Linked DNA regions of Mus musculus: regions 1, 2, 3 and 4 are each linked to region 5. The links are chromatin contacts, called in public HiChIP or PLAC-seq and promoter capture Hi-C maps. All regions are on one chromosome and are shown on one strand. The core of a region is the stretch at or near the end of the contact, and the rest is flanking DNA. Distances in the headings are between cores, read along the strand shown.

Region 1 (4,276 bases), core at 587-3,086, 430 kb after region 5:
TCTCTGTGTGTCTTTCTCTGTGTGTATTTCCTCAGCCCTAATAAAAAAGCATCACACACACACAACTAACCACAACAAATGTCATTTCAGATTGTCTGAACAGAAATCCATCAATCTCTGTCCTCTACGCGCAGCCCCCCAACACATGCACATATGTACACAAAATATAAATAAGTTAAAATATATGAAACCAAAAGTCCCAAGGGAGCTCACCGAGGACAAAGCATCATGTCGCTCTTACCACCCTCCAAGGGCTGAGTCCAACACTGGCAGGAAAAGGAGGCTCTCTCCCCACTCCCTCCAAACCCTCTGGGACTAAGGTAGAAGGGGGTGGGATGGGGGGGACACTAAGATTTACTTATTAATTGAGGAATGAGGTTTCAAAGCTGGTAAGTAGCAGGACCTGGAATCTAGTTTGAAGCCACCCAGCTCCAAATGGTCCTGAAAATCTTCTCACGGTGAGTGTGGAAGCCATCCCTAGACTGGGGACAGGTGGCTGGAGCCACAGCAGAAGTACAACCTGAGAAAGCAAAGGCAGGTGCCTCAGGCCAAGGGGCCCAAGGGGCAGTTCGGTTAGTGGAGGCCAGGGGTGGGTATGGGTTCTAGGGATTGCAGTATGTAAAAGTTAACAGCCCCTCTGGTCTGGCAGGGTGTCCAGAGAAGTTGGGTCCGGGCAGGAGGGTTCGGGCACCATAGGAATTTTTCGTACAGTGCATGAGCCCTTAACATGCCATTTCCAAGTTCAAGACTAAGTTCAACGTAGAGACAGAGAACTACCTGTATCCCTAGCTGAACTCAGAACAGAGGGAATGTTTGTGGTTGAAACTCTCCTGCTCCCTCCCACAACCACCCCTCTTCCTCCCCTGCTCCCTACAAAGGCTGTCATTACCCCATTTCTAAGGATAAGAAAACCTAGAATCAGAGTCGGTCAAGGCCAAGGCCAAAGCCCACTGTGGGGGCCAATCTTGGAATTCTGAGACCAGGGGTAATGGTGTAGAACACTCCCACAATCAGGCCTGGATTGAAGCTGGTTGGAATCCCAGCTTTGCTCCACTGCACTGGTCATCTCCTGCATGTACAAACTCCTCGTAGATTTAAACACTGTGTCCCAAAGATGATCATGACGCCCCCCTGGCTGGACTTAGTTTTCACATCTGTAAAATGGAACTGACTAGGTCCTCTTCACTGCTAGAGAGTTAAAGCAAGTGAACTCAAAAGCAGAGCCAAAGCAGATCAAAGCCCCCGGACCGGAGCTTTGTGAAGGCTGGGACCCAACTCAGATTTATTCACTCAGCCTCGGGCACCATGCCTGGCACACGGAGAGGCGCCCAATAAATGTTTGCTTGAGCAAGGACCAGCCCTCAATAAATAACAGCTGTTGTTGACTCGGCTAACGGAGGCAAGGCACTGGGCTCTCCCCTTGTCTCAACCCCCTCGCTAGCCCCCAACTCAATTTTGCCCCTTTCTCCAGGACCCCCATCTCCTCCACCTCTTTCTATTCAAACTTTCCTCCCTCACAATTTCCCGCCTAACCCCTCCTTTCCGTCCTCCCCCCCATCCCCCTACTGTGTGCGTCCACTCCTCCCCCACTCTCCACCTCTGTCCCTTCACACCCCCTGCCTTCTTCTATCTCCGCCCCCAGCCTCCCCTCTCCCGTACCCCCCCCCCCAACCTTCTCCAACTCCCATCCCAAATTCCTCCTCAGCATCTCCACCCACACGGGCGCCCTTCGCGAGGCGGGGTAATCCGGGCTCCGGGGTCCTTGGCTTGGGTCCAGCCTGAGGCCCTGGGCGGCGGCGGCGGCGGAAGCAGCAGCAGCGGCGGGCGGGGTTTGGGTTTTTTTTTTTGGTTTTTCTTTTTTTTTAATAACCCTGGCAGGCTGCTCAGGAAGTGAGTGCCTTCCCGCGCCCCCTCCCCCGGCCACGCCACCGGGCGCTTGCTCCCTCCCTTCCTGTGCGCCGGGCGGTGAGTCTGTGCGTCTACAGCGGACCGAAGGCTCCAGGCACGCAGGTACTGGCGATCTGGGGACCCAGTTGGGCGGCGCAGTCACCGGAATGCAGTGATTATAAGTGACTTTGTGTGTCTCGGGGACAAGATGTGCTGGACGGATCCCGTTGTGCGAGTGCTGTGTTGGTGCCGAATGTCCCTAAGTGTTGCAGATACAGACTGCCTGTTTGGGTTGGCTCAGGTTTGGGGCGGGGGTCGAGGTCAGCCACGTATCCAAATGGTTGTGCTTCTGCGGATTGTATGACCTTATGGCTTTCAGCATCTGGGAGCGACTGTGTGGGCAGACTGTTGAGGTGTGTTGAGTGTTTGCCTAAGTGAGGGTAAGAAAAATGCCTCTCGTGCATGTAAATGCCAAGTGTGTCTGTCTCTGAATATTTGCGTTTCTCAGGAGTGTTATTAGTGGAAATGCCTGCATGCATATGTGTCTGAGTTTGTAGAATTTCTTAGTTCCCCCTGCTATGAATGTGTAAACTTGTGCATGTGTGTGTGTTAACTTTCTGTGTTAAATGAGCGTGTATAGGCTGCTAGGCTTGTGGCTTGTCTTGGACTGTGTAACTGTGCACATAGGCCTGTTTGTCTGGGTTTATGGGCTGTCTGGGTGTCCATGTGGAAATATGTGTTTCTGTATACATAGGTGTGGAGGTATGTAGTTGTGTGTGTTTGGGTTTAGTGAACCAGGCCTTCCTGCTATTCAAGTGTGGGTTGCCCTATAGAGTGTGATTGTGTTTGTTTGTGTGTCTGCCTGTGAGAGTGGAGCTGGGGCTGCTACTTCCCCTCAGATGGTCATCTATGCCACAGAACTCTGAAGCAAGGAGCCTCCCTACCAGGGGGAGACACACTTTAATTAACAGCTGGTTGGTGGTAATGGGAGTGGTGACCTGTGCAGCCCCTCCCCTTAGGCCTCCCCTCTGGCTGGTCCTTTTGTCTGTGTGCTCACAGCAGCCAGGCCAGATGTGCAGCGCCTGGAGGAAGCCTGCTGCCTCAGGCTGATGGCTGCCTATGCCTGGCCAAAGAAGCTCTGTCCTCCACTGAGAAGCCTCCACCTCTTTAGCTGGGTTTCCCGCACAGCCTACAAAAGTCTAGGTGTGGAGTGCTGGTCCCTATAGGATCCCCAGGATGTGATGGAGCCACACACATTCCCGGGAGGCTTTTCCCTCTTCCAGCACTTGTGCCCTTCCCCCAGGCTAGTGGCCTCCCTGCAGCCTGCCAGAGGAGGGGCCTGGGGGACAGGGGCCAAGCCTAGGTACACACACACACACACACACACACACACACACACACACACACACACACACACACAGGAGAGACAGAGACAGACAGATACATATACACACCCATAGTGTCATCTTGTGCCCAGCCAAACATGCGACTCCTCTCAATTGTAACTCATCCTCAGATTGGCTTTGTCTGCCCCAGACCTACTGACTTGTTTGTGGTCTCTCCTGTAGCCCCATCTTGGTATCATTCCTACCAGTAGCTGTTACCCTGTGGGCAGGTGTGGCCACCCCATCAGTCACTCACCCAGTAGAATCCTTTTACCCTGCCTCCAGTTTTACCCCATCTGAGCCAGAACCACTAGGTAGCCTGTGCAGTTAGTTATTGGGAGGGGGAACTCAAGAATAGAAGATTGTGATGGCTTGACTTGGGGGTGGGGGGTGGGGTGGGAGGAGCTAAGCACCAGAATCAGGTTCTACTCCTGCCTGGTAGGATTAGAATGAAAGGTCAGAGGTTGGGAGGCTGGGTCTCCTGCCATTGCATCGAGACCCTGCTACCTTGAGTGAAAATGGGATATTTAAGGCTAGAGGGAGTCATTATCAGTCTTTTTAAATTTTAAATATATTTAAATATATATTTGCTTATATTAATGTGTACATGTATGTGTTGGTATGAGTTTATATATACCATGTTTATGGAGGTGCCCATAGAGGCCAGAAGAGGGCATCAGATTCCCCTGGACCCAGGGATATAAGTGGTCATAATCTGCCTAATATGGGAGCTGGGAGGGGCAAAGCTCAAGTCCTCTGTAAGAGCATTAATCCTTCTTAACTACTGAGCCGTCTTTCCAACCTTCTGAATCAACTTCAGATTTAGTTGAGGTCTCCTCAAAAGGAGTGGTGGGAAAGATAACATACTAGCTAGTGAGGCCTCCAGAAGTGGGGGCTGAGAGGAAGAAGAAAGGAACCCACCACCCAACCCAGAGTACACAGTCTAGCTGAACAAAACTGTGAGACCTCAAAAGATCTGTGTGAGAGATGCCTGTTATTGGAGG
Region 2 (4,122 bases), core at 1,586-4,085, 270 kb after region 5:
AAGATACAATTTGCAAATCACAAGAAAATCAAGAAGAGGGAAGACCAACATGTGGATACTTCATTCCTCCTTAGAATAGGGAACAAAATACCCTTGGAAGGAGTAACAGAGGCAAAGTTTGGAGCTAAGACAAAAGGATGGACCATCCAGAAACTACCCCACCCGGGGATCCATCACATAATCAGCCACCAAACCCAAACCCAGACACTATTGCATACACCAGCAAGATTTTGCTGAAAAGACCCTGATACAGCTGTCTCGTATGAGGCTATGCCAGTGCCTGGCAAATACAAAAGTGGATGCTCATAGTCATCTATAGGATGGAACACAGGGCCCCCAATGGAGGATCTAGAGAAAGCACCCAAGGAGTTGAAGGGGTCTGTGTAGTCCCCCAGATTTTAGGGAACCCTTTGGAAGAGGAAGCAGAAAGAGTGTAAGACGGGGGGGGGGGGGCAGATGGAGAACATGAAGAAAACAAGGCCATCTAAAATCTACTTGAGTCTGAACTCAGAGACTGAAGCAGTATGCATAGGGCCTGCACAGGTCTGCATATATTATGGTTTCCAGTTTTTCATTGGGATTCCTGAGTGTGCATGGGAGTGAGTCTCTGATTCTTGTGTGTTCTCTTGGGCTCTTTTCCTTCTGTTTGTTTTGTCCAATTTAGATATGTTAATTTTTGTTATCTTACTACATTTTATTATTCTACCTTAGAAACCTGGTTTGTTTTTTTTTTGTTGTTGTTGTTGTTTTTGTTTGTTTTCCTAATGAGAATCAGAAAGGGAACTGTGATGGGAAAGGGAGAAGAAACCACAATCAGGATATATAAATATATAGGTAGAAAATCTATTTTCAAGTGGGAAAACAAGACAGTAGCAAGAGGTAAGCTCATTCATACCTCTCATAGCTACAAATGTTTACATACAAATGCAAAATAGGAGTAAAAACAAAATAAAACAAAAAGCAACCTGAAGATTAACATAAGAAAGAAGCCAGTCAGCAAAGGAAGATCTTAAGCCCTTTCTTACTGGGGCGCGCTCAAGAAAAGCTCCTGGTATATAAACTGGATGTTTTGCAAATGTCTCACAACATGTCATGGATCACATTTTCTCAGACTTTGTCTCTGGTGTAATCCTTCCGTGTATGAAACAAGACCCTGTAAATCAGGTCCCCTCTGAACTCAAATCCAAGTCTCAACACTTAGAAAATATGCTTTCCTTAACACCCTTGGCTTCCTCACTGTTTCTCTGATCTCCATGTTGAACTTAAAAGGCATCCTTTTGTTTTGTTTTCTCGCCTAACCACAAATGCCAATATTTAAAGCTTGCCTGCCCTGTTTTCTGCTTTCCCCCTCTCAACCTCAAAAACTCGATTAAATTTTCCTCTGGTTACCCTCCAAGTTCATCTTCAATTTAGAGCCAAAAAAGCTACCGCGGCTTCCCATACACACACTGAGAATTCAGAATGCCGAATAAATAGTTCAACTTAATGGCTCAAACACAAGGTCTTAGGAAAACAACAAAATGTCAGACTTAAGAGCAAAAGACAGCAAGAAGTAAAAAATAAGTTGAAAAATTATTGAAATTGACTCAAAGAATACACACAGTCAATGTCAATCTCAGAAATGGTTCTTTTAAAAAACAGTAAAATAGGCAAAACTGTAGTCAAGCTAACAAAAAAGAGGGAAGAGACAAATTAATAAAGTCATAAATTAGGGGAGGTTGCAAGAGACTAAAAAAAAAAAAGACAGGAAAAAAGAAAAGCAGTGGACCATTTGGTAGTATTTTGAAAAAAATACCCCCCACGAGGAAAAGAAATATATGCAAGAAATGGTTTGATTCTGAGTCGCATACAACAAGCTAAAATTAAATCAAGAGGATATAAACAACTTACGAATATTCATAACGATGAGATAGAAACAGATATAACCCTCTCATCCCTTCTGTTCAAGTCCACAGCCAAAGAATCTACCACGTTTTTGTTTGTTTTTACAATTAAATTATTCATCCCATCTCATGCTTTTTTTTTTACAGCCAGCAATGCTAGAAGAAAAAAAAAATTCCCCCAAATTTCACCTGTGCCTAGACAATTAATTGCCCAATTGGTTGGTGAATCCAAACAATTTTGAAGCAAATTGAAAATCCTCTCTTCCTTGCAAGCCGGAGCATTCCTCCCACTCTCAGCCCAGAGGGAGCAAACAAATCCTCCTGCATTAACGCTAACAGCAAAAACCAGGATGCGGGATAGGTTTACAGTTCATTGGTAAAAGGATTGCCTAGAATGAGCAAAGCCTGAGGTTCGATGCCCACGAAGGAAGGAAGGAAGGAAGGAAGGAAGGAACGAACAGCGTTTATCAAAGCCCCTCACAACAGTCTAAATGCTACAGAGCATCACGCCAACTCGCCAGCGATGCAGTCTGGAGAGGCGCTGTCTCACCCGAGAGCACAGCGGACTAGAAGACACTGCTTCAGAAGGGGGGCGGGGCAGGGCAGGGCCGGACCGACAGGACCAGACCCCAGGCTCCCCGCTGCCTGCTCTGCACGGAATTAAAACGCACGTGGGTGAGAGGGCGCGGGTGACAGACTCCTGCACAGAATCAGGCGAACGTCAGTGCCGCGGCACCACACAGGGACAAAGCCTCCGCGATGTCACCAACGTGCCACGCACGACTCCAGGAACACAGGGCACACTCACCATTTCCTGATTTCACACGCGAGCAGTGTGCTTCCTAAAGGGCCTACAATCAGCAGAAGGGACAGCGACTCAGGCCAAGTCACCACCTGCCTCCCTGGAGCTACACAGGACTCAAACAGGGCGGCAATGGCGGCACCCTCTGACTATCCATGCTCCTCATTGGGCAGTTCATGCAGGAAAGTAACAACGTCCCTGATTGGTGAACGGTACCGACCCGCCTCTTTAACTCTTTTCAGCGCGTTTAAATGGAACTCACCCGGCAAACTGACTACAGAACCTCCCTAACTCTGGCTCCCCCAAACCCCTGGAGTAAACCCGGAGTATATTTGGTGTCATTCTATTTAAAGAGAATATACTTCGGGGTTTTTAGAGCACACATTTAGTTCTTCGTGTGAGTTCCTCGTGCCTTTCCGCTTACTCACACTACTTTTTTTGTGAACATTCAGGACTCAGTGACATTAGGACAAAGCCAATGACACACATCCCTACCTCCAGTTTTAGCGATAGAGGCTTGGCCGGCTTTTTACGTGGGTTCTGGGGATCCAAACGCAGATCCTCATGAAGGATAATCAGGCATTTTACCAACCAACCCATCTCACCAGCGCTTCTTTGGGCTTGTACTATAGGTGGTCATTACGCTGCTTACTGTACAGTGTTTGGGTTTTATAACGTACAGAGAATGCTGAATTCAGAATATATCTTCAACATGAAGAACTTGTGCGGTGGTTAAGATTAGAGATGCATTTCACCAAACTCCTAGAAATAGTGTTTGTGGATTTGGTTTATTTCGGCTAGAACTTCAATGTGGCTGTAGAATACACTGTCCCACTTCTGAATATTAAGATGTGGAGCACTTGTTACTCTTACAGAGGCCCTGGGATTGCTTTCAATCATCCACACGATCGTTTGAAAACATCTTAACTCCAAGAGCTTCATCACCTTTTTAATTCACAGGCACCAGGTTCTCACATGGTGCACATACATACATTCATACACATATAAAAATAATCTTAAAATTTTAAAAGAAGTATATATGAAACCAGATATAGGAGAAAGAGTCATTATAACTTTTAAGAGAGAATGTAAATTAATACAGACACAAAAATAAAGTATGAAGATTTCTAAGAACAAACAAACAAAAACAACTTAAAATTGTTTAGCATGGTGGTACAGACCTTTAATTACAGGACTTTGGAGGCAAGAAGTTAAAGGTCATTGTGAAGAAAAGGAAGAGGAAGAGGAGGAGGAGGAAGAGGAAGAGGAGGAGGAGGAGAGAGAAAGAAGGAAGGAAGGAAGGAAGGAAGGAAGGAAGGAAGGAAGGAAGGAAGGAAGGAAAGAGAGTTCCAGGACAGCCAGGGACACACAGAAACCATTCTGAAAACAAACAAACAAACAAACAAAACCTCAAAACTAAAGGTCACAAACTAAAAC
Region 3 (4,329 bases), core at 1,103-3,602, 260 kb before region 5:
CTCCATTGGGGGCCCTGTGTTCCATCTTATAGATGACTGTGAGCATCAACTTCTGTATTTGCCAGGCACTGGCATAGTCTCACAAGAGACAGCTCTATCAGGGTCCTTTCAGCAAAATCTTGCTGGCATATGCAATAGTGTCTGGGTTTGGTGGATGATTATGGGATGGATCCCCGGGTGGGGTAGTCTCTGGTCTGGATAGTCCATCCTTTCGTCTTAGCTCCAAACTTTGTCTCTATAACTCCTTTCACGGGTATTTTGTTCCCTATTCTAAGGAGGAACGAAGTATCCACCCATTGGTCTTCCCTCTTCTTGATTTTCTTGTGTTTTGCAAATTGTATCTTGGGTGTTCTATGCTTCATTCACCACTGTTTTTAACTTCCTTCAAGAGAAGCCCTCTGGCCATCTGTAGGGAAGCTTTTCAATCTTCCATGTGGGGCTTTATTCTATTGCAATAGCCCATTCATATCCAGTCATGTCTTACCCCATGAAGATTTTTTCATGTTAAAACGTTTAGAAACAATCCAAGGCAGTAATACTTATGATAAAGACCAATCTGAGCAAGCCATGCACGTGACCAGTAATACTTATGATAAAGACCAATCTGAGCGAGCCATGCACGTGACCAGTAATACTTATGATAAAGACCAATCTGAGCAAGCCATGCACGTGACCAGTAATACTTATGATAAGGACCAATCTGAGCGAGCCATGCACGTGACCAGTAATACGTATGATAAAAACCAATCTGAGCGAGCCATGCACGTGACCAGTAATACGTATGATAAAAACCAATCTGAGCGAGCCATGCACGTGACCAGTAATACTTATGATAAAGACCAATCTGAGCAAGCCATGCACGTGACCAGTAATACTTATGATAAGGACCAATCTGAGCAAGCCATGCACGTGAATTTTCCTTTTCAGTAAGTCCAGCAATGTCAAAAGGGTTTGGAAAGTCAGGCATTTATTGAGAGTTATAAGAATCCTTAGGCTAAGAATACAAGTCATGGAATTTAGAGGAAACTTCCCTTGAGTGAAACCCATAGGCATGTTCTCATAGGACTAGCGGATGTCACTGAAATGTGAGAGAAGACAGGGTGGGGTGGGGCTGTTCTGGGATACTCTGTGCTTTGGGAACTATCAGCTTTCTGGCCTACATGACTGTTTTGTTAAGCAAAAACTCTGCACTGGTTTATTCTGAATATCAATATCAACAAAGAACAAATAAAGGCACAATTTAATAATCTGTCTCAATAATGACGCCTGACAATATACCAAATCATATATACATGCACATAAAACTCACCAGCCTAACCAGATATAACCCCCTGCCTGAGACTATAGAAACTGCAACAAGCTGGTTGACGGGTCATAGGGTCAATTGTCAAAAGCCAGAAAACTTATCACAGGAAAAGCCCCGTCTCTACCCTAGGACTCCAGCTCTAGGACCTCAGCTCACTTCAAACAGGCCTTCTAACAACAGCCTGTGCTCGGAACGTGCATTGGACATTCTACACCCTCACTGATAAGTCTTACCAGTTCTCTGCCTCCAACTTGAGAACCTCCTATATTTTCAGCCTTTCTAACCATTTAGTAACTTGCACTTTGTATACCATTGTGTTAAATGGTCATGTGTTACCTGCCTATTGATAGTAATACTTAAGATAGGGATAAATGCATCGTGGTTGCCAATGGCCAGCTCTCAAGGATAACCAGGTGTACTCATCAAATCCTAGCCGATAAAGGCTGAGAAATGACTGACTGTTAAGTAAATTGGGACACTGAGCAGACATAAATGCAGCCTACTTTTTTTTTTTTTTTTTTTTTTTTTTTTTTTTTTTTGACAACGTGCATAGAACCCGGGCTCACCTCGCGGTTTTCCTACAAATCCCCTTACAAGAGCCCAAACCCACGGTTCCCCACGACTCTCCGCCTACACCTCCCAGACTGCGGAGACGCAGGCTGCAAGCGCCCAGCTGACCTGAGACCCCGCAGCACTGAGCTCTCAGCAAAGGACAGGACCGCAGCTCTGCCTGCTGGTCCAGCTCCATCCAGAGGGACCCGGGCAGCGCGGCCCAGCAGAGCAGATGAGATGCAGACTCAGCTGCCCTGGAAGGCCGCGTCCCCACTGCCGCCTCCGCTTACAGTAGCCTCCTCCCTACAGCCTGCGCACGCACCATTTCCAGTCACCGGGTGTCCAGGTGACCTCCTGCGATTCCCGCTGTCAGTAGGGGGGACAGAGATACCGAGGAGAGAGACCTGGGGGCCGCAGTCAAAGACACAGGACGACAATATGGCGGGGACACACAATGGCACCCCAAATGTTGTGCTTTCTACGTCACCGAAGACCGAAACTCCTCATTGGGCAGTTCACACAGCTACCAAACGTTCTCCTTGATTGGCCAACAATCCGTGAGCCTGCCTCCTGAATCCTGAGTGACAATAGAAACATCTCCTTCCTCCCTGGAAGACTTCACAGTTGACCCTGGTTCCTACTCTGGAGAGCACCTGGCCCCACCAAGGTTTTTTCTCAGATGCACTACTTTTATCGTTCCTTTTTGGTACATTTATTTATAGCTCATGTTTCAATATCACCACACAAGATATTTTGATGATCCCAGAAGGGCAAAAGTCAAAGGGTTGGGGCTAGGGAGATGGCTCCTTTGAAGTTCTTCTGGAGAACTCGGGTTGGCTTTCCAGAACCTCATCGTGGTTCACAATTGTCTGTAACTCTTAATTCCAGGGGATCTGATGCCTGATGCCCTATTTTTGCCTCCAAGGGCACCATGCATGCAATGGGTGCACAAACCATACCTGCAGGAAAAATATACCTGCACACACACACAAAATAATAAAATGAAAAAAATAAAAATAATCAGCCTCCTTCCTCAAAAGCACAGGTCTTCCAAACCCCCTCATGTATCATCTCATCAAACAAGCAAGCGACAACAAATTTCTGCTTTGTGTTGGCCAGCTGCTCCCACATACGGGGCCTCATTTGGAGTGTGGTTGATGTTCCCTGTGTCACTCCATTAAGGAAAAACAATTTTCGCTCTCCTAGCATCTTGATTAGGAGTGGGACTTTGCTACCACTTCCCCTTCCCTGGGCTGGGATTTTTGTCTAACTTTATTGAACTTATGTAGGTCTTGTACATGTAGCCACTGTCTCTCTGAGTTCTTATGTGCACCAACCCTGCTTATCTGGAAAACACTGTTTTCTTGAAGTCACCCATCTCCTCTGGTCTTACAAACATTACACTGCCTCTTCTACAGAGATCTCTACCTTCATTAGATTTTTTTTTCCTTTTTTGATTCTTCAGCTAAGACAGTAAGAAATATGATGTCATACAGACCCTAAGAAAACACAAATGCCAGCCCAGGCTACTATATCCAGCAAAACTCTCAATTACCATAGATGGAGAGAGCAAGATAGTCCATGACAAAAACAAATTTACACAATATCTTTCCAAAAATCCAGACCTAAAAAGGATAATAGAAGGAAAACTCCAACACAAGAAAGGAAAGTACACCCTAGAAAAAGCAAGACAGTAATCTTCTTTCAACAAACCCAAAAGAAGACAGCCACACAAACATAATTCCACCTCAAACAACAAAAATATCAGGAATCAACAATCACTATTTCTTAATATCTCTTAACACCAATGGACTCAATTCCTCAATAAAAAGACATAGACTAACAGACTGGATACATAAACAATCCAGAATTTTGCTGCATACAGGAATTGCACCTCAGTGTCAAAGACAGACACTACCTCAGAGAAAAGGGTTGCAAAACAATTTTCCAAGACAATGGTCCCCAAAACAAGCTGGAGTAGCCATTCTAATATCAAATAAAATTGACTGTCAACCTAAAATTATCATAAAAGATAAGGAAGGACACTTCATACTCATCAAAGGAAAAATCTACCAAGAAGAGCTCTCAATTCTGAACATTTATGCTCCAAATGCAAGGGTACCCACATTCATAAAAGAAACTTCACTAAAGCTCAACACCCCACTCTCAGCAATAGACAGATCATGGAAACAGAAACTAAACAGAGACACAGTGTAACTAACAGAAGTTATGGACCAAATAGATTTAACAGATATCTACAGAATATTTCATCCTAAAACAAAAGGATATACCTTCTTCTCAGCACCTCATGGTATGTTCTCCAAAACTGACCATATAATCCATCACAAAACAGGCCTCAGCAGATACAAGAAGACTGAAATAATCTCATGCACCCTATCAGATCACCATGGACTAAGGCTGGTCTTCAACAACAACAAAAACAACAGAAAGCCGACATACCCATAGAAGCT
Region 4 (3,990 bases), core at 586-3,085, 280 kb before region 5:
GAAACAAACCACATCAATTACAATTTTGACAGAGGCCAACCCTGTCCATCCCAGGTATATATGGCTCTCCCTTTCTATGAGTCGGACAATGTTAGGAGGACTTGGAAAGTCAGGGATTCAATGCCAGTCCTAAGAATCCTTAGTCTAAGAGTACAGGTCAGGGAATTTGGAGGAAGAGTCCCTTGAATCTGCATCCTGGTTAGCTTCAACTGTCAACATGGCACAGTCTATAGTTATCTGAGAAGAGCATCTCAATTGAGAAATTGTCTGGATCAGATTAGCATGTGGATAGTTAATTGATGTGGGAAGGCCCAGTCTATGATGAAAAGAACCTTCCCTAGGCAGGGGGTCCTGGGCTGTATAAGAAAGCTATTTTAGCATGAGTTTATAAGCCAGCCAGCATTCCTCCATGGTGTCTGCTTCAAGTGCTTGCCTGAGCTTTCCCTCTGAATTCCTTCAATGATGAACTGTGACCTGAAAATAATAAGCCAAAAGAACCCTTTCCTCACGAGCCATGCTGCCTTCAGTCAGTATGTTACTGCAGCGACAGGATGAGACTAGAGCAACCTGCAAGGCTCATTGGAAAAGCAGGTGCCACTGAAATGAGACAAGGAAAAGACGGCGGGGGGTGGGGGGGGGTGGGGGGGGTGGGGGGGGGTGGAGGGGGGCGTGGGGGCGGGCTGCTTGTAGTTAGTTCATGTTGCAGGTTATGCCAAACCTAGAATGGCTCCATTGTGTTCAGCAACAACGTTAATCTGATTTGCTCGAGTTTTAAGCATAAGATCTCATAGAGGAAAAAGAGCTACTATTTGCCAGCACTCCAGAAGGCACAAAGTGACATCAGTAAACAACTCCTGAAAATGTACCAAATTTTATCAAAAACACTAGACGCATGAGCTTATCAACCACAATATATGCAACCCCTCACCTGAATTTCTACAAGGAGCACCCCAAAACCAGAGTGTGGCACACAGGCAGTGATCACAGGGTCAGCTGTCAAGAGAAGGGGAATAACCGTGGGCAAGGACTCCCTCCCGCCTTTGTCCTCGCAGTTTCTCCGGCTTAGTTGATCGATGAGAATTATTCGATCCTCAACAGCCCTCTTTGTCCCCGTATTAGCTCCAATGCCTGGACTCCAGTAAAGCTTTGTGTGCTTTCAAGCCTTTCTAACACTTTCTTAACCATTCTGCAACCTGTGTTTTGGTTCATTATTGTGTGAAATGTTAATATGTGGTTTAATGTTAGTGATTAAGATTGGAATAAAAGAGCAGTGGCTGCCCACGGCCAGAAAGAAGGCAAAATCGGGCTTACTTGGAAAACTGTAGTCAAGGAAAAAGAATTTATTGGCTATTTAATAAATCGTGACAGTGTAAAAAAGATCCATGTCTCTGTATGTTTCAGAATAACATGCACAAGATCCGGGGGTCAACACACCTCTTACCTCCTCTGGTGCAGAACCCCCAACCCGAGTACCTAGTCTCCACCACCCTCTGCCACCACCACCCACTCTGCCTAGACCTGGCACTGCGAGAGACCAGATGTGTCTGCTTCAGTGAGCGCTCAGCAAGAGACAGGGCAGCCTGGACCAGCTCCACCCGGAGGATCCCGCTCTGAGGCTCATCAGAGTCAGAGAGACCCCTCTGCAGACGAGAGCTGTACCCCACTGCCACAATCGCCCGCACGAACCATTTCCAGAGACATGATGTCCTAGTGTCCTCTTGTAGTTCCTGCAGTCAGTGGAGGTGAGGCAGAAATGGAGTAGAGAGAGAGAGAGACCTGGAGATTCCCTGTACAGATGCTAACAATCCAGATCCCCAAATAAGGCGGGGACCAAAAGGGGATGTCTCAGTGATACGTAGCGGCCATCTTCCTAATGCCTGGATATTTCATTGGATATGCATCCCAAAACAACTTGCCTGGTTGGCCATCAATCCACAGACCCGCCTCCTAAAGCTTTAGCGACTGGAGGAGCACACTCACCTACCACATTGAGATTCAAATTAGAAATTTTAGGTTCAAGCCTACCCAGACTGCATAGAGTACTTTCCTAGATCCTCACTGGCCCCACAGTGGGAAAGGGCAGAAGCAGAGCCCTGTCCCAGCTTTCCTGACCCAACACTTGCTCAGCGGGCAATTCTTGCTTCCTCCCCTTTCTGATGGGGTTACAGAAGCACAGAGGGATTCCAGACTCGGTGTCTATGGAAACAGCCCCATCGCACCATAGAAGACAAAAGGCATACCAGGTCTGGAATAGGAGAGAGAGGGGAGAGGGGAGAGGGGAGAGGGGAGAGGGGAGAGGGGAGAGGGGAGAGGGGAGAGGGGAGAGGGGAGAGGGAGAGAGGGAGTAAGGGAGGGAGGGAGACAGACACAGAGAGAGTGTGTGTGAGGGAGGGATGGAGGCTACCTATATTCAGTCAATAGCATAGAAAACATATGAAGGAATGAAATTATTGAAGGCATACAGAAAGTGGAATTTATAGAAAGAGGTCAAACATACCAGCAAAGTCCTCACGCTTTAACAAGGATCCAGTGTTTAATTTGACCCAGTGACTTCTGGTGTGTTCCACAAGCACACTATTATCTGACTCCAAATAGTCAATGTTTGGACAGGAGGTGCTGTACAGTTCAGCTTGTCCATGCAGATATATACAAGGGTCAAATGCAAGAGAGACACTGAGTCAGATTGTTCCTGATGGCTGTTACTAAACTTGAGGTCACAGTCTATAAGAAGCCAGGTTCAGCCACCCAACCTCGTGAAGACAAACATGCAAATTAGTAGGGAAAACCAGAAAAGAAGAAATTTATGCAATGTGGCTATGTTGGGAAGAGGAACAAAAAGACCCAGTGATTCCCCACTAGTCTATCTTGGGGTTACTAAAGTGAGACTGAAGTTTAAGTTAAAGCCCAGGGCATACTAAGCAGTCCAGGATGAGGGGTGATGCCACCCATTACTGGACTGTCACCATCTCTGTGAGGTTGTTCATCCCTTTCCTGGAGGAGATGAGCATCAGCTCTGGCCCAGGGTTTTCTTCTCCCAATACCAGATTCCCAGAGAAATCTCAATTTCTTGGAATTCACTGTTTCAATATTGTTAAAGCTAAAGGCTCTTTTAAGAAAACATTCATTTCTGTCAGGTTAATGTCAAATACAACAGTGGGGCCTAAAAGGGAAGGAAATAAAGAGACTACTCAGAAAGGGCAGCGGTATCCATTTTAAGGCTTTGGAGGAAGAGGTGATCCTGCACTTGGAGGAAGAAGTCTTTTAACGTGTGACTTGGAGGGAAGAAAGATGGCTGCCGCAAACCCATTATACAAGATATGCCATTCGAAGTCCTTAGTGGTCTAGGATCTGGTTGCACAGGGATCCTGATAATTTCTTTTGTGGAAGTATTGGGTTTCAGCTAGGAGTTAATCAGCCTACATTTCCCTGCAGTATTTCAGGCACCCTACTGAGATGTCTGTGACTTTCCAACAGGTTCTCTGGAAAGAAGAGCCTAGAGACAAGGTAACTCTCCCCCATCTTGGGTAGCTTATTTCTCAGAGCTGATTCTGAGACACCTCATGTTGTAGGAAGGTTAGGGTTAGGTTAGGGCTTGTAATCAAACTCCCTAAATGTGCTGTTTAGAGAATGACAGGCCAAGAAACTTAGAGAGAGACCTAGGAAATTTAGACCACATCACAGTCTCCCTGGCACTAAATCTTGTGGTCTCAAGGAGCAATCTGCTTCAGTGTCCTCTTTCCTATCAGCATATTATAGTGAGAATTACAGAATCTCACTAGGCTGCTTGTCAATTTCCTAGTTCTCACTTAAGTAAGGAGCCTACTCAACTCCTTTGAGTGAGAATCATAGCTGGGTGCTTGTCAAACAAGCCTCACTAGCATGGAGAATTACAGCACCAACTTTGAGGTTAGAGAGAGGTGACTGCAGACAGGTGTGTCCTCAGAGAAATCTAGACAGATCTAGACTAACTTTCCACTCAATTGCTACGAG
Region 5 (4,432 bases), core at 1,055-3,554:
GCATATCTATTCCCAGGATTTAGGAAGCAGAGGCAGGTGGTTCTCTGAGTTTGAGGCAAGCTGTTCCACAAAGGAACTCCCAGGACAGCCAAGGATACATAATAAGAGAGGAAAGGAAACAAAGATGCTAATCTTGGCATTCAACTCTCCTCACCCTCTCAGGTTCCGGATGCTGGAGAGGTTCTGGTCACAGATGGTGGAGAAAAGTCCACTAAAGTCTTTGTCTTGGAGAGGGAGACCAGTCAGGAATTTATTCACCTTAAATGTTTAAGTGAAAAATCTATTAATTTATCTAAAGCCTCGTTCCCTTGTCTGTCTGCCAGCCAAGGAGCTATCCAACTCCTAGTTCCAAAGCATCAGTGATGTCCTTAGGTCTTGAGTCAGGAATGCTGGAAGGGAATCTGGTTTCTTACCTTCCCCTAAGTGAGCCCCCTACTTTGAAGAGTATATGTAAGGGTGAAAATGAAAACTCCCACCCGGATGTCATTAACCTCTTGTGGTGAACAGCTTTGGACTTTACAGATCTAAATGCTCAACACATCCAATTTCAGCCCATTTCCTAAATAATATTAGGGCTACTGTTTAGAACTGGACAGCAGCAATAAAGGACTACTAGGAAAAAAAAAAAAAAACCTAGTTCCTCTGGTCAATGAAATAAAATCTCTGGCCTAACATTCCAAGCTATCTAAAATATAAAAGTTAATTCACTTGGGCCTGTCAATAACCTGACCAGGGGACCATACCTCTGAAAGTTAGGAACATTCCTAGGAAGGTGGGCTCACCTTAAGTTGTGCTAAAGACGTATGCAGAAAATTATCCCTTTAACAAGATGCTGTTTTTCCTAACCGAATTCCTACTCCCTAGTGTAGACCATATCAGCCTCTCTGAGGTTCAGATGGGTCAGCTCACCTTTCTGACCCATGAACTGAGACAGATATAACTTTTTTTAAAAAAATTTCAGATAGTGGTCATAACCTACTAAATACGTGTTTGTTACCATCTTGATAGGGTTTGTTTTCTCTGCCACTTAAAGAATTAAGAGTAAAAAAAAAAAAAAAAAAAAATCTCAGCGCAACAGGTAGCAACAGGGGAAATCTCAGACCCTGCAGGCAGAATCAACTAAAGAACAGCTCTTCCTAGTAGTAAAGAAACAAATGTACAAGAAGGTGGGGGTGGGGTGGGGGGTGGGGACACAGAAAGGCAGAGATCCGGAAACTTTGAAGAGTCTTTCTAACTTAGGGATGTTCAGTTTGAACAAAGACAGGAAAACTGATAGGCCCATCTTTTGGGGTAAATATATCTATTCCATGTTGCTGAACTTGCAGTGCCTGTTCCCAGGCAATGGTCCCTATCCCAGCAGATGCAGTGACTTACAACTTTGCTTCCCTGGGATTTTTTCTTTAAAATTTGAATAAAAATGCTTTAATTGGCAGAGCAAACGAACTGATTCCTGTGTCCCTAGAGAACCTTATGACTGCTACTATGTAACCGCACTTTTCATATTCATAACTGTTTTCTCTTGGTATATTCTCTTGGTATATTTCTCTTTTCTTGGCTGAAAAATGTATGGACTGAGTGAAAAGGAAGGGGAAAGCTTTTGCTATCATGCAGACTACATCATCTCAAGTTTCTCATGGGTGACATTAGACCAGTGGACCTGCCCTGGCTGGGTATCCCTTTATCTCTGTGGCAGGCCTAGGTACCCTTTCTCTAAGGTTCTGTCCATGGTACACTAACTAAATCTGACTTTAAATAAGCAGACTCCAGACTTAGTTTCCAGGGGGAAGTGGGAAAGCTCTTCTTTGGAAAAACCAAGTCTAAATTCTTTTTAAATGCAGTTATCAAGATGAGCGGATGCGGGGCGTGGTGGTGCACACCTTTAATCCTAGCACTTGGTAGACAGAGGCAGGCAGATTTCTGAGTTCGAGGCCAGTCTGGTCTACAAAGTGAGTTCCAGGACAGCCAGGGCTATACAGAGAAACCCTGTCTCGAAAAACAAAACAAAACAAAAAACAAAAAAAAAAAAGAAAAAAAAAAAGAAAAAAGAGTGGATTTCTGCCCGGGCCATGAGAGCTTTGGCTGCAATATGGCATGTGTGCCCCACTTATTAAATTAAGAGTTTACCACCAAGCTCTAATGTGTGTGTGTGTGGGGGGGGGGGGGGTGGGGGGGTTGGGGGGGGGGTGTCTGATCGCTTATCCAATTAGTACCACGGAGCACAGCACGAGCTATCCAATCAGAAGCGCCGATTGGTGAAGCGGACGTTCCTCACCGGCCTTCTCTTACTTGCCAGACTATTGTGGTGATAGAGTTCTGCCAGCTGAGGGAGTCACAGGTATCCGTTCAGGGTCCGTGTTGTGTGGCTGCCAACACCAGGATCATTCCTAAGGCCCCAGCAAGCCTTGGGCTCAGCTATGGTAAGTGTCCTTACGGCCAGCTGTCCAATCAGGAACGCCGGCAGAAAGCGGATATGCCTCACCCGCCATCTTTCTTCCTGGCACGGTCTGGTCAGCTGAGAGGGCAGCGGGTACGGTTAAGCCTCTTTGGCTCCGGGACAGCTGACCTCTGGAGCCTTCTTGAAACTACAAGAGGGCCCGGGAGCAGACGAGGCGAACGTCGGGGCAATGTAAGGGGCGCCGGGTGTTCCCCGGGTAGATGCCTCAGTCCTACATCCTCAGTCCTACATTGCTTTGGGTGCTGCGGGACTCAGGGTTTCTCTGCACTCTAGGTGGCAGGACCCCGGCGGGCAGCCCCATCTCTTGCAGAATCCTGTACTTCTGTCTCCTCAGCGAGACGCCTCCTGTAAAGTACAGGTAGATGGGCATGTTAACACATGACCACTACACCAGCCCATACGACATGATGACGAATTGAAGGCCAGTTAGGACATAGACCCTGTCTCAAAGAGGAAAAAAAAAAAGTAACTTGAAAATATGGTTTATTTACTTCACAAGTCCAGGTTACAGTCTATCGTCTATCGCTGCAGAAAAGAACTCTGCCCAACCATTCTAAAATATAATAAAGTATGCTTTGAGGAGAATAGCAAGTGATGACTAAGCCACCTTACCTGTAGAATGGGCTAGAAGGAAGCCTGGTGATATCCACGAAAGATGTGGGAAAATGACCTGAAAGGCAGTTTGCAGAGCTTCAAAGCTTTCCTTCCTGTATTTGCAAAAGCATGGGTTATTTTGTTCATGTTGTTTATGGTGATATATTTTTGTTTGTTTTATTTTAAGACAAAAAATCTCATTATGTAGCCCAGGCTGGACACAAAGTAACAGTCCTTCCTCAGCCTCCTAAGTGATAAGGTTATAGGAATACATCAACATGCCGTGCCCTTGATACAGAAGAATTTAATGTAGGGGAGGCAGATCAGGGTACTAAATAACCTTGAGGCTGACTAAGGCCACAGTAAATCTCTTTTCACCCTGTTGTGCTTAAATGAGTCAGTGTTTCCCTTCTGCCTACTGATGAGACGACAGAAAGAAATCTCAGTATACGGTTCTAATACTCCAGGTCCACAGAATAGAAAGAAGAGTAGATTTTTCCCCCCTGTATATTCCAAGAAATCTCTCCAGCACTCCTAAAGCCAAGGCAAAATTGTATGGTAGGAGCAGAGGTATCACAGACCCCACAAAGCAGAAAAAGCCCAGGGAAATTGAGGGAGTGAGGCTGCTGCAGTCTTTAACAGTAAAGTCCATGGAAGAAGGGTTACCCTTAAGACCTCACAGATAAAGAGTCACCTGCATACAGGATAGCTCTGTGGCAGTCACAAGGACAGTTGCTCAATACATGACAACTAAAGTATTTGCTTCATCTCCCAGAGGGTTTTAGACAACTCTACCCAAGTTTTGTGAGCTTTGAGCATGGCTAGTATCTTCTGGTCAAACTACTTACTTTCGGTATAGATTCTGGAGTTTCAGTTTAACAGGTGTTTGAAAACATTAAATGAAGTCTTCTAGACGTAAATATTTGTAACTTTAAATTGTGGGTAGATCTGAGTAACATCATGACATATGCAGCTCTGCTAGTGCATCATTCACCTCATATAATCTCATCATATAGCAGCTATGTGACTTCACATCAGCCCACGAAGAAAGGTGAGTGTGGTGCACCATGGCATTGAGACAGAAACTGACTCATTATATATTGCGATTATAGTTCGAGTTCACCATTATATGTTGTTGTAAATACCTTCTTGTGTCTAGTTAGCAAATTAACATTTCTCACATGTCTGTATAGGGAAAACCATAGTGGTTAGGCTAACTACTTGCCACTATTTTAGTCTTCCACTACAGGTCTTGAAACATACCTCCTTCAGATACTGATGAGTTCTGCGCTTCTTTTCTTCCTTTTTATACACACTTGTGGACATGTATTTTGATCTTTCCCACCTGCTGTTGTACTTGGTTACCCCACCCCCTTCTGCAGA

What was found. Promoter capture Hi-C pulls out the DNA fragments that hold promoters and counts their contacts. HiChIP or PLAC-seq counts read pairs in DNA pulled down with a chosen protein or histone mark.
Region 1: a contact with region 5 is called in an H3K27ac HiChIP or PLAC-seq map of T-cell acute lymphoblastic leukemia, with 6 times the contacts expected there. The contact joins the promoter of Adamts10 here to the promoter of Zfp563 in region 5. A contact is called at or near these places in 19 of 39 promoter capture datasets (the 3T3-L1 cell line, 3T3-L1-derived adipocytes, the C10 cell line and 11 more), 1 of 15 datasets of contacts at CTCF or cohesin (the NIH/3T3 cell line), 1 of 484 Hi-C or Micro-C datasets (muscle stem cells), 13 of 115 datasets of contacts at active chromatin or transcription factors (the NIH/3T3 cell line, the SCID.adh cell line, T-cell acute lymphoblastic leukemia and 9 more) and 2 of 9 other capture datasets (adipose tissue and pancreatic islet).
Region 2: a contact with region 5 is called in a promoter capture Hi-C map of liver. The contact joins the promoter of Zfp81 here to the promoter of Zfp563 in region 5. A contact is called at or near these places in 15 of 39 promoter capture datasets (the 3T3-L1 cell line, 3T3-L1-derived adipocytes, the C10 cell line and 9 more), 1 of 15 datasets of contacts at CTCF or cohesin (the NIH/3T3 cell line), 2 of 484 Hi-C or Micro-C datasets (B cells and myocytes), 8 of 115 datasets of contacts at active chromatin or transcription factors (astrocytes, bone marrow-derived macrophages, embryonic stem cells and 3 more) and 3 of 9 other capture datasets (adipose tissue, liver and macrophages).
Region 3: a contact with region 5 is called in a promoter capture Hi-C map of liver, with 2.5 times the contacts expected there. The contact joins the promoter of Zfp799 here to the promoter of Zfp563 in region 5. A contact is called at or near these places in 4 of 39 promoter capture datasets (the C10 cell line, cranial neural crest and liver).
Region 4: a contact with region 5 is called in a promoter capture Hi-C map of liver, with 3 times the contacts expected there. The contact joins the promoter of Zfp811 here to the promoter of Zfp563 in region 5. A contact is called at or near these places in 4 of 39 promoter capture datasets (the 3T3-L1 cell line, cranial neural crest, hippocampal neurons and 1 more), 1 of 484 Hi-C or Micro-C datasets (uterus) and 2 of 115 datasets of contacts at active chromatin or transcription factors (bone marrow-derived macrophages and embryonic stem cells).

What each region holds. Positions count from the first base shown.
Region 1 is chr17:33,522,249-33,526,524 of GRCm38.p6, forward strand. It overlaps Adamts10 (a disintegrin-like and metallopeptidase (reprolysin type) with thrombospondin type 1 motif, 10), which reads left to right and starts at 1,837. Exons shown (of 25, transcript NM_172619.4): 1 at 1,837-2,010.
Region 2 is chr17:33,356,043-33,360,164 of GRCm38.p6, forward strand. It overlaps Zfp81 (zinc finger protein 81), which reads right to left and starts at 2,836. Exons shown (of 4, transcript NM_207541.1): 1 at 2,692-2,836. The coding sequence starts at 2,694.
Region 3 is chr17:32,827,909-32,832,237 of GRCm38.p6, forward strand. It overlaps Zfp799 (zinc finger protein 799), which reads right to left and starts at 2,353. Exons shown (of 4, transcript NM_177359.5): 1 at 2,181-2,353. The coding sequence starts at 2,183.
Region 4 is chr17:32,808,096-32,812,085 of GRCm38.p6, forward strand. It overlaps Zfp811 (zinc finger protein 811), which reads right to left and starts at 1,836. Exons shown (of 4, transcript NM_183177.3): 1 at 1,687-1,836. The coding sequence starts at 1,689.
Region 5 is chr17:33,087,063-33,091,494 of GRCm38.p6, forward strand. It overlaps Zfp563 (zinc finger protein 563), which reads left to right and starts at 2,305. Exons shown (of 4, transcript NM_001024950.2): 1 at 2,305-2,417. The coding sequence starts at 2,415.